Regions from separate parts of the Mus musculus genome. Here all the other regions are linked to region 2. The links are chromatin contacts, called in public HiChIP or PLAC-seq and promoter capture Hi-C maps. All regions are on one chromosome and are shown on one strand. The core of a region is the stretch at or near the end of the contact, and the rest is flanking DNA. Distances in the headings are between cores, read along the strand shown. Region 1 overlaps Atf7 (activating transcription factor 7). Region 2 has its middle 10 kb from the start of Sp7. Region 3 holds the start of Atf7 (activating transcription factor 7).

The links. Promoter capture Hi-C pulls out the DNA fragments that hold promoters and counts their contacts. HiChIP or PLAC-seq counts read pairs in DNA pulled down with a chosen protein or histone mark.
Region 1: a contact with region 2 is called in a promoter capture Hi-C map of neural stem cells. The contact joins two enhancer-like sites. A contact is called at or near these places in 5 of 39 promoter capture datasets (the HPC-7 cell line, cranial neural crest, neural stem cells and 2 more), 4 of 484 Hi-C or Micro-C datasets (CD4 T cells, the CH12 cell line, the G1E-ER4 cell line and 1 more) and 1 of 9 other capture datasets (liver).
Region 3: a FOXA1 HiChIP or PLAC-seq map of pancreatic cancer cells shows a contact between it and region 2. The contact joins the promoter of Atf7 here to the enhancer-like site in region 2. A contact is called at or near these places in 8 of 39 promoter capture datasets (the C10 cell line, cranial neural crest, fetal liver and 4 more), 1 of 115 datasets of contacts at active chromatin or transcription factors (pancreatic cancer cells) and 3 of 9 other capture datasets (adipose tissue, liver and pancreatic islet).

The regions. Positions count from the first base shown.
Region 1 is chr15:102,545,479-102,548,240 of GRCm38.p6, forward strand. Atf7 (activating transcription factor 7) reads right to left here. Exons shown (of 12, transcript NM_001310067.1): 7 at 2,295-2,394; 8 at 1,676-1,789; 9 at 927-1,079. Among named protein-coding and RNA genes, the nearest start is that of Npff, 22 kb to the left of the region's middle. Within about 2 kb of position 1,348, at least 45 of the 459 cell types and tissues checked have an H3K27ac peak or open chromatin away from gene starts, as enhancers often do. A contact at or near this core is called in cortical neurons and neural stem cells, where this site is marked.
Region 2 is chr15:102,374,964-102,377,663 of GRCm38.p6, forward strand. No RefSeq gene overlaps it. Among named protein-coding and RNA genes, the nearest start is that of Sp7, 10 kb to the left of the region's middle. Within about 2 kb of position 1,353, at least 222 of the 459 cell types and tissues checked have an H3K27ac peak or open chromatin away from gene starts, as enhancers often do. A contact at or near this core is called in adipose tissue, cortical neurons, fetal liver and 6 more, where this site is marked.
Region 3 is chr15:102,624,076-102,626,775 of GRCm38.p6, forward strand. Atf7 (activating transcription factor 7) reads right to left here and starts at 1,389. Exons shown (of 12, transcript NM_001310067.1): 1 at 1,287-1,389.

The DNA.
Region 1 (2,762 bases), core at 98-2,597, 170 kb after region 2:
TTCCAGAGGTCATGAGTCTAAATCCCAGCAACCACATGGTGGCTCACAACCATCCATAATGAGAAACAAACAAACAAACAAAAAAATAAGTTATGGGATCCCATGGGACTACAGTTATAGACAGTAGTGAGCTGCCATGCTGGGAACTGAACTCAGGTCCTTTGGACGAACAGCCAGTGCTCTTAACTGCTGAGCCATCTCTCCAGTCCCAGTATCAATATATTCTTTTTTTCCCTAAGATTTATTTATTTATGTATGAGTACCAGAAGAGAGCATCAGACTACATTATTGATGGTTATGAGCCACCATGTGGTTGCTGTGAAATTGAACTCAGGACCTCTGCAGTTCAATTCAAATCTGAAGAGCAGATCTGAACTGCTAAGTCATTTCTCTAGCCCCTAATATATTCTTATGAGTCTTATGCCATAAACTCTAATCCGGTGACTGATAACTTTTTTTTTTAAAGATTGTTTTTTTTTTAAATTTATTTATTTATTATATGTAAGTACACTGTAACTGTCTTCAGACACTCCAGAAGAGGGCATCAGATTTCATTACAGATGGCTGTGAGACACCATGTGGTTGCTGGGATTTGAACTCAGGACCTTTGGAAGAGCAGTCGGCACTCTTAACCACTGAGCCATCTCATCAGCCCCGTGATAACTTTTTTGTTATGACTTAACAGATAAGCAGGAGATACAGAGGCCTCTTCTGCAAAAGCTCTGCATAATTCAAGCTGTTTGCATTTATGCCTAACATGAAGGTAGATAATGAATAGTTTGTTTTGCTGTAGTCAATCTACCAAATAGCTGGTTACCCCAAAAGCTAAATTTATTCTTTTCCCATCTCATGATTCTTGAAAAACAGATATAACATAAAGAGTAGGGGCAGCACACCTGCAGTGCTCGTCCAAGGGCACAACTGACCTGTGGCTGGGCAGGGGATGGGGCATCTGGGTGCTGGATGAGGATCTGGTTTTGCTCTGGACGGGCAGTCACCATGGTGCTTGCAGTACCCACCACCATTCCACAACCTCCATTGATTGAAGAAACTTGATGGGTCAGCGTGGCTTTTAGTCTCTATGTGGAAAGATTATTTAAGAAGGCAAGAGTGAGGTTCTGTCAAGGATAGGAAGGATGAACTGATTGTATTACTGATCTTATAATTAAAATTCTTGCCCCAAGTTTTTCTTAACAGGGAACTAAAAGAAAATGACAGGAAGAGAAAAGTGCCCACCTGGATCCCTGAAATGCCTACTCTTGTTCCCTGACTATTATCCTGGGCACAGCTGGGGACTGGGGCTTGTGGAAGCAATAGGTCCCACATGAAAGCTCTCTCCTGGAACCTGGCCAGATGCTAGTTACGCAGCTATTCACCACTTGGCCAGCTCCCCTGCCCACTCACCCCCTCCATCTGTTGTCCTGGAACTGAAATAGCAAGTGTTCCATTCCAAACAATCTGTGCTGCTTCTTCCTGTGCCATGGCCTGTGCCAGGCTGTAAGGGTGGGGACAGGAGACTTAGAAATCAGGGTCTTTTCCAACCCCACAGCAGAATATCTTTAGCTATGCAAACCTCAGAAGGTTCCTTTGCTTGGTTCACTTGAAAAATCTAGACTGTTATTACTTCTTCTAGAAGGCCAACAATTAGAAGTACTCCAGACTAGGGTATACTCACCATTTTGGCTTCTGACGGCATAGGGTGGCCAGAGGGAGAAATGGAGCCACTGTTGTTAACCGGTGGGCCAGGTATACCAGGAATGTTGGGCACCATGGACACAGGTCTGGCCAGCTAAATCAAGAGAAGGATCAAAACCAGGAGATATGGTAGCATTTGTTTTCCCCAAATCAAGTGTTTTTGAGATTGGTATGTCAGGGTCTGTTCTGTGTAACCTGCTCACAAGACAAGCAGGGATAGCCTGGGAAATCATCTTTCCTAAGGAGTACCACAGAGTAAGGAACCTCATTCTGCAGTCCTTTTCTGTGGGAAAGACTGAGAGTGTATCTTCAGGAAAGGGGTAAGCAGTGCAGGAGAAGCTATGGGGTGAGTGAAGTCAACCAGTCAGCAGGTTGGCAAGATCAACTCCTTGACTAGGAGCCAACTGTCCAGATGAAGCTTTGTCTAGTGCTTCACAGTGTTGCACTGGCAGAGGTTAGTGAAGAGTTTGGGCACATTGCCACACACAACTAATACAGTCCAGGCCCACATATCCCTGGGGTCTTGGGGTTATGATCATTCAGGTGGAAAGGAGGAATCGGTGTGCTGGTAGGTTTGGCTGCTCAACTACAAAGCTCACCGAAATAACAGAAGGCATCTGTACTGGAGGCCCTGGCAACATAGGCATGGTCTGTCCATTAGCAAGATGCATGACGAGAGGGAGGGAGCCAGTAGGAGATCTGCAGGAGAAATGAAATATCACAATATATTTTTTAAAGGATTTATTTATTTTATATATGAATATATACAAAAACATTGTCTTCAGACACACCAGAAGAGGGCATCATATCCCATTACAGATGGTTAGAGCCACCATGTGGTTGTGGGAATTGAACTCAGGACCTCTGTGTTCTTAACCACTGAGTCATCTCTCCAGCCCCTAAATATCACAGCCTTGACCCTTTGCCTATTGGCCTTCCTTGTACAATCAGAGAATGTTTTTTACAGTCTTCTCATTGGGGACGGTATAGAGTAGCACTATAAAACCTTGACATTCTCTTGAACATGGAAAAACAGATGGTGAGAAATGAGTCTGTTTTCTAGGGAT
Region 2 (2,700 bases), core at 103-2,602:
GCAGAAAGGCAAGAGAATTGTGAATTCCAGGTCAGGCAGCTATATCCCGACATTCCGTCCTCCAAGAAAACAACAACAAAATAGAAATATTGCAAATGCACATTGTTCCAGGGTAAGAAGAGTTAGCACCTCTGTGCATATGACTGGAGCATAGGGTGAAGGCTGAACCAGGCCTCGTGGAATGGGCCTGTATTCCCAGCTACTCCAGAGACTGCGGGCTACTCAAGAGCCCACGGCCAGCATAGGCAATTTAGTGAAGCTCTGCCACACACACAAAGGGGATGTGGGGGTTGGATTCTGTAGACAGTGGTAGAGTGTTTCACAAGCATAGATCCCAGGAGTTCCACCCCAGAACATGAGAGAGAAAGTGGGGGTGGGAAATGTCTCATCAGCTATGCAAGGTATGTGACCTTAATCCCCAGGACAACATATAGAAATGTTTGTATATTAAAAAGATAGCCCTGGCTGCAAAGATGAGCATGAAAGGGGGTCTTAGAGCCCGACAGTTCTGTGTCTGTCAGCCATTTAGTATGGTGCAAGCTTGGGCAAACTGTTTAACCTAGGATTCCTCTTCTGTAGAAAGGAGAAACAAGACAGTCATCTCTCAAGGTTGTTATAATGATTTGAAACTGTGCACAGTGCTCAGTGGGTAAAGATACCTGCCATCGTGCCAGGGGACCTGAATTCTATCCCTGTGACCTACAAGGTAAAAGGATAGCACTGACTCCTGACCTCCACCACATATGCATTGTGACACACACACACATACACACACACACACACACACACACACACTCAAAAGCAATTTGGTTTATTTGGTTTTTTGAGAAAGGGTTTCACTGTGAGCCCTGGCTGTCCTGGAACTCACTCTGTAGACCAGGTTGGCTTCAAACTCACAGAGATCTTCCTGCCTCTGCCTTTGAGCTCTGGGGCTAAAGGTATGGGCCACTACGGCCTGGCTAATTTTTTAAAACCCACAAAAATTAGAAATGTATGCTGGACCACCCACTCGATGCTAGACATCAATCACAGGGTCTCACACAAACTACATAAGCGCTCTACCACTAAACTACACCTATAACTACCACTGGACTACACCTATAATATAACTAAACTACACCTATAACTACTACCAGACTACACTTATAACTACTACCAGACTACACTTATAACTACCACTGGACTACACCTCTATCCCTTAACTATAAACAGTATCCACCGCTTAGTACTTGCTTCATACATGATACGTGTTAGTTCATCACAGGTTGCTGGAGGACAAAACTGGAGATGAGGATGGCAATTGGTGTCATCACACCAAGCCAGAGGTCAAAGTGTACGGGGTGGAAAGGAGAGCCAGCCTCACAGGAAAAATGAGCAGGCATGCAGGTTTTAAAGTTCAGTGCTGAGAATAGCTCTGGATAGTCAGTGGCTCTGCTCAGCATTGAGGAAGGGGCCAGTGCAGTATCTGAGCGTTTTCTCTCAGCATTCTAGCAGGAAGCCCCTGAATGGCTGGGGTGCCTCTAAAGAACTATTTTCCTACCCTTTGACACTCGCCCCTGCTTCTCCCATTCCGTCCTTTTCTCCTCTACTTAGAAACTTTCCCCGCTGCCCTTGTCAATGAGAGTCCGCCATCGCGCCCATCTCCACCCTCCTCCTCCATCTCAGTCAGACATCCCTCCCCTCCCCTGCATTTCAAAGCATCAAAGCACTGTTCGACTTTTTCCAAGAGGAGGCTCGAAGCAAGGCGTACAGTGAAAGTATAAGCCTCCAGCTAAAGCTGAGAAACAGAGCGGGCAGAGGGACAATGAACATAGTGAGGTCTGGGCTGGGGCATCTCCACCGCTTACGCTGGCCACCTGGGACCTCTTGCATGCCTCAGTGTCCCGGTGCTGCTGGCAGGCAAGGGGCGGGCCGGCTGGGGGCGGGGCGGGGCGCAGGCGGGGCCGGCCGGGCCAGGCGCCCGGGCAGGAGGCAGCTGCATATCTGCGGTCCCGACCACAATTGCTGGGAGTCGCGTCCCGGAGACTGGCGGCGCTGACTCTGCCCGCTGCGGCCGCCGCGCCGATTAGAGCCCGAGAGGGAGCGCCAACCCCGGGGAGGGGGGCGATGGCGGGGAAGCGCTGGTGCCCCTTGGCCTCCATCCTAGCCAACACCCCCAATGCCAAGTCGGGTCTTTCTCTGCCTCCCTTATAAACTTAGCCTCCCAGCCTTGGCTTTCTCCAAACTGGATCTAAAGCTAGTGCTTTGGGACCCTGCAACAACCTGAGGAAGTTGACATCCTGTTGACCTTTCCCTCTTCCCCAGCACCCAAAAAAGAGGACTCAGAACCTCAGGATAAGCGTTCTCGGGCAAAAGCAGATCGAAGAAGGAGCCTGAGACGCCAGAGGACAAGCATTCCGAGGCCAGAGCACCCCCTGCTGGCTGGCTCTGAGTCCCTGCCCCTCCCCCTCCAGCTGTGACCTCCAGCTGTGGTGGTTGGGAAGAGCTGGCTTCTTTGATCTAGAAGCGTGGCCACCCCCTCCAGGCGCCCCATTAACCTCCATTATCCCAATTAGGCATCCCTCCCAGTCCTGGACATGAGCTTCAAAGCCCCTTCAATGCGGAGAGGAGAGGGGCTGACTCTTTAGCCCCTCACCAAGCCAAGTCATTTTCAGGCAATACCCAGGTATCCTGGTCCCAGCTGGCATTCATGGTAGGTAA
Region 3 (2,700 bases), core at 139-2,638, 250 kb after region 2:
ATACTGCTGAAAAAATTTTAAACATAGGAAACAAATGAGTTTGCTGAAATTAAAAAAAAAAAAAAACCTGCACATCTCCACAAACCTATACTTCATATGAACCCTGAGAGATATTAAAACACCCTCTGCTAAGCAGAAAACAAAGTTAGGAAAGTAGTAACACGGGAATCTGGGTAGGAGGTGCCCTGGGTAGTAAACACCCCAGTGAGTGCACATAATAAGCATTTCAGAGCAACATAGAAGTCCCAACGGGTCTCCAACTTGGACTGCGAAGTCCCAGGCCCACATCCCTGTGTTCTGAAAGAAATGAAACTTGGAAAGTGGAACACTGGAAAAATGACAATCAGAGTAGCGCCCTACTTTTCTTCTTCTCAACCCCCGGGCCAGCATTTTGGCTGGCTGGTCACCAGTCTGGGTGCCATATCCACCAAAAAACACTAAGCAGTATCCTGGCGGTCTCCCGACTGAAGAAAGAACCAGACTGTATGTCAGTCGCTGTCTCTTCTCCAAATATCCCCCCTTACCCTCTGGATTTCCATATTATCACCGAAGCGATGCCTTCTAGCAACCCAACCCACTCACATGTCCTCCTAAACTCATCCACTTAATCTGTCCAGATCCATACTTTCTGACACCGTGTCTCTTGCTCAGATTCTTCTGAATTCAATCGAAACGCCAGGACCCCCGTTTCCCAATGCTCCACTTCGACCACACAACGCGTGCTTTCACCTGAGCCAGGCTCTCGTCACCCAAACCTACCTCCTGCCTATTTACCTCTGCCTTCTGCAGTGCCAAGCCCTAAACCCACTTTTTGGGAAATCTTTTGAGTCTTCAACCTAGTTTAGCAGTCCTCCTCTATCTTCCACTCCAAGATCCCTCCATTAGACTTCCACTAGACTTCGCTTCCCTCAGGATTCAACCCCCCTTTCCTCGCCACGCCCTGTGCCCCCCGGGGCTACTTACCCCAAGTTCTCCCCACACTTCAGTCCTCTGGCCCCGCCTTCCTCCAAAAGGAAGGAGGCGGGAGAAGAGAAGAGGGCGGCACTCCGCAAGGTAAAGGCGATCTCCCATTAGCGCTCATGGCCGCCAATTGTGGCTTCCTTCTCTCCTATTGGTTGTCTTTAGCCTACGCCCCACCCTCTTCCTCAGACAGGCCTGGCCACCGCCTCAGCGCCCCCGTCCAACAGACTGGGAGGGGAGACCCCGGCCCGGGACGCTGGGACTGGCCAGAGTAGAAGGAGAGACTCCTGTCAGGCCACGGACTAGCTAATGTTAACAGGACTCACCCGCTGGTAGCTCCGGCGCCTCCCGCCCGCCCGCGCTCGGTCCCACAATCTGTCTCCTGCTCCTCCTTTCCCCCCTCAGCGGAGCAGATACTTTCCTCCCGTCCGGCCAGGCGTGTTCACTTCTCGCGAGAAGTGGGGGCGAGGGCGCGACTCGTGGGGCTGAGTTGGACCAGGGCCTAGGGGCGGGGCTTGCTGTGAGCGTGGCTTGAGTGGAAGGTTGGGCGAGCGCTGTACACACGACTCGCACGTGTTCGGCTGCAAAGTGTGGGCAGCGCGGGGAGAGCGGCCCTGGCGTCTAACGCTGCCGATCTGTCTGTAGCTGTGGAGGTCCGAAGGTGAAGCAAAGGCAGGGAGGGACTGAGAGTGTCTCAGGCAGCCCTCGGATAAAGGGGAATTAAGGGAGCGGAGCCAAGAGAGGGACTTCAGTCACCAAGCTGGTCATTAGTTGTGTGGAGGAAGTTAAGCAAGAGTCGATCCGAGCAGGTGACTGCTTGCACTTTCTGCTTTACACTTGACAGCACCTCACTGGCCGAAGCCCCTGCCCGGTGTGTGCTGTGTGTGAGCTACGATGGTAGTGTGAGGAAGTACGTTCAACTCCAGCCTCACCGCGGCGGCGCCCGCCTCTAATCGCCACATGGAGGCAGGCGGATCTCTGTGAGTTCGAGGCCAGCCTGGTCTACATAGCGAATTCCAGGACAGCCAGCGCTATCCTTGTCTCAACAACCCCCCACCCCACCCCCAAAAGACCATGGATGATCACCAGTCTAGCCTTCTGGGCCAGTGGGAAATCCCGCGTTAAACAAACAATAAAAATAAGGGGGATAGCTCTGAGGAACCAAACCTGAAGTTGTCATCTGGTCTCTTGGACAACCCTCCATACCTGTGAACAACACACACACACACACTTACAGAGAGAAAGTAGGACTGTTAGTGTAGCTCAGTGTGAAGCCACAGCACAGTGATTTTTTTTTTTAAAATTTGTATATGTTACCCAGCAAGTATTTTATTGAAATACCAACAGCACATACTACGTCAAAAACAAAAGCACACACAACACTGTCCTGGTCATGTGGAAAATTTCTCTGACAGAATTTTTATTTTACGGTTGAGGGAGAGATAGGTCATAAGTCAATAATTATACTTACTTCAGAAAGTGAAGAGCTTTTCAGGGTAATGAGACCGAAAGCAACTCTAAGAGGGGAAAAACACTATTGCTAGTATTGAGAGAAGTCCTCTTGAGAAAGTTATTTATTTATTTATTTATTTATTTATTTATGAATGAGGCAGGGCTTATTTTGAAGCCAAGCTGTCCTGAAACTCATTTTCCTGTGTCAGCCTCCACCTAAGTACTTGTATTAAGTATGAGCCACTTGTCTGGCCTGAATGTATACCATCTACATACCAGATGCCTACC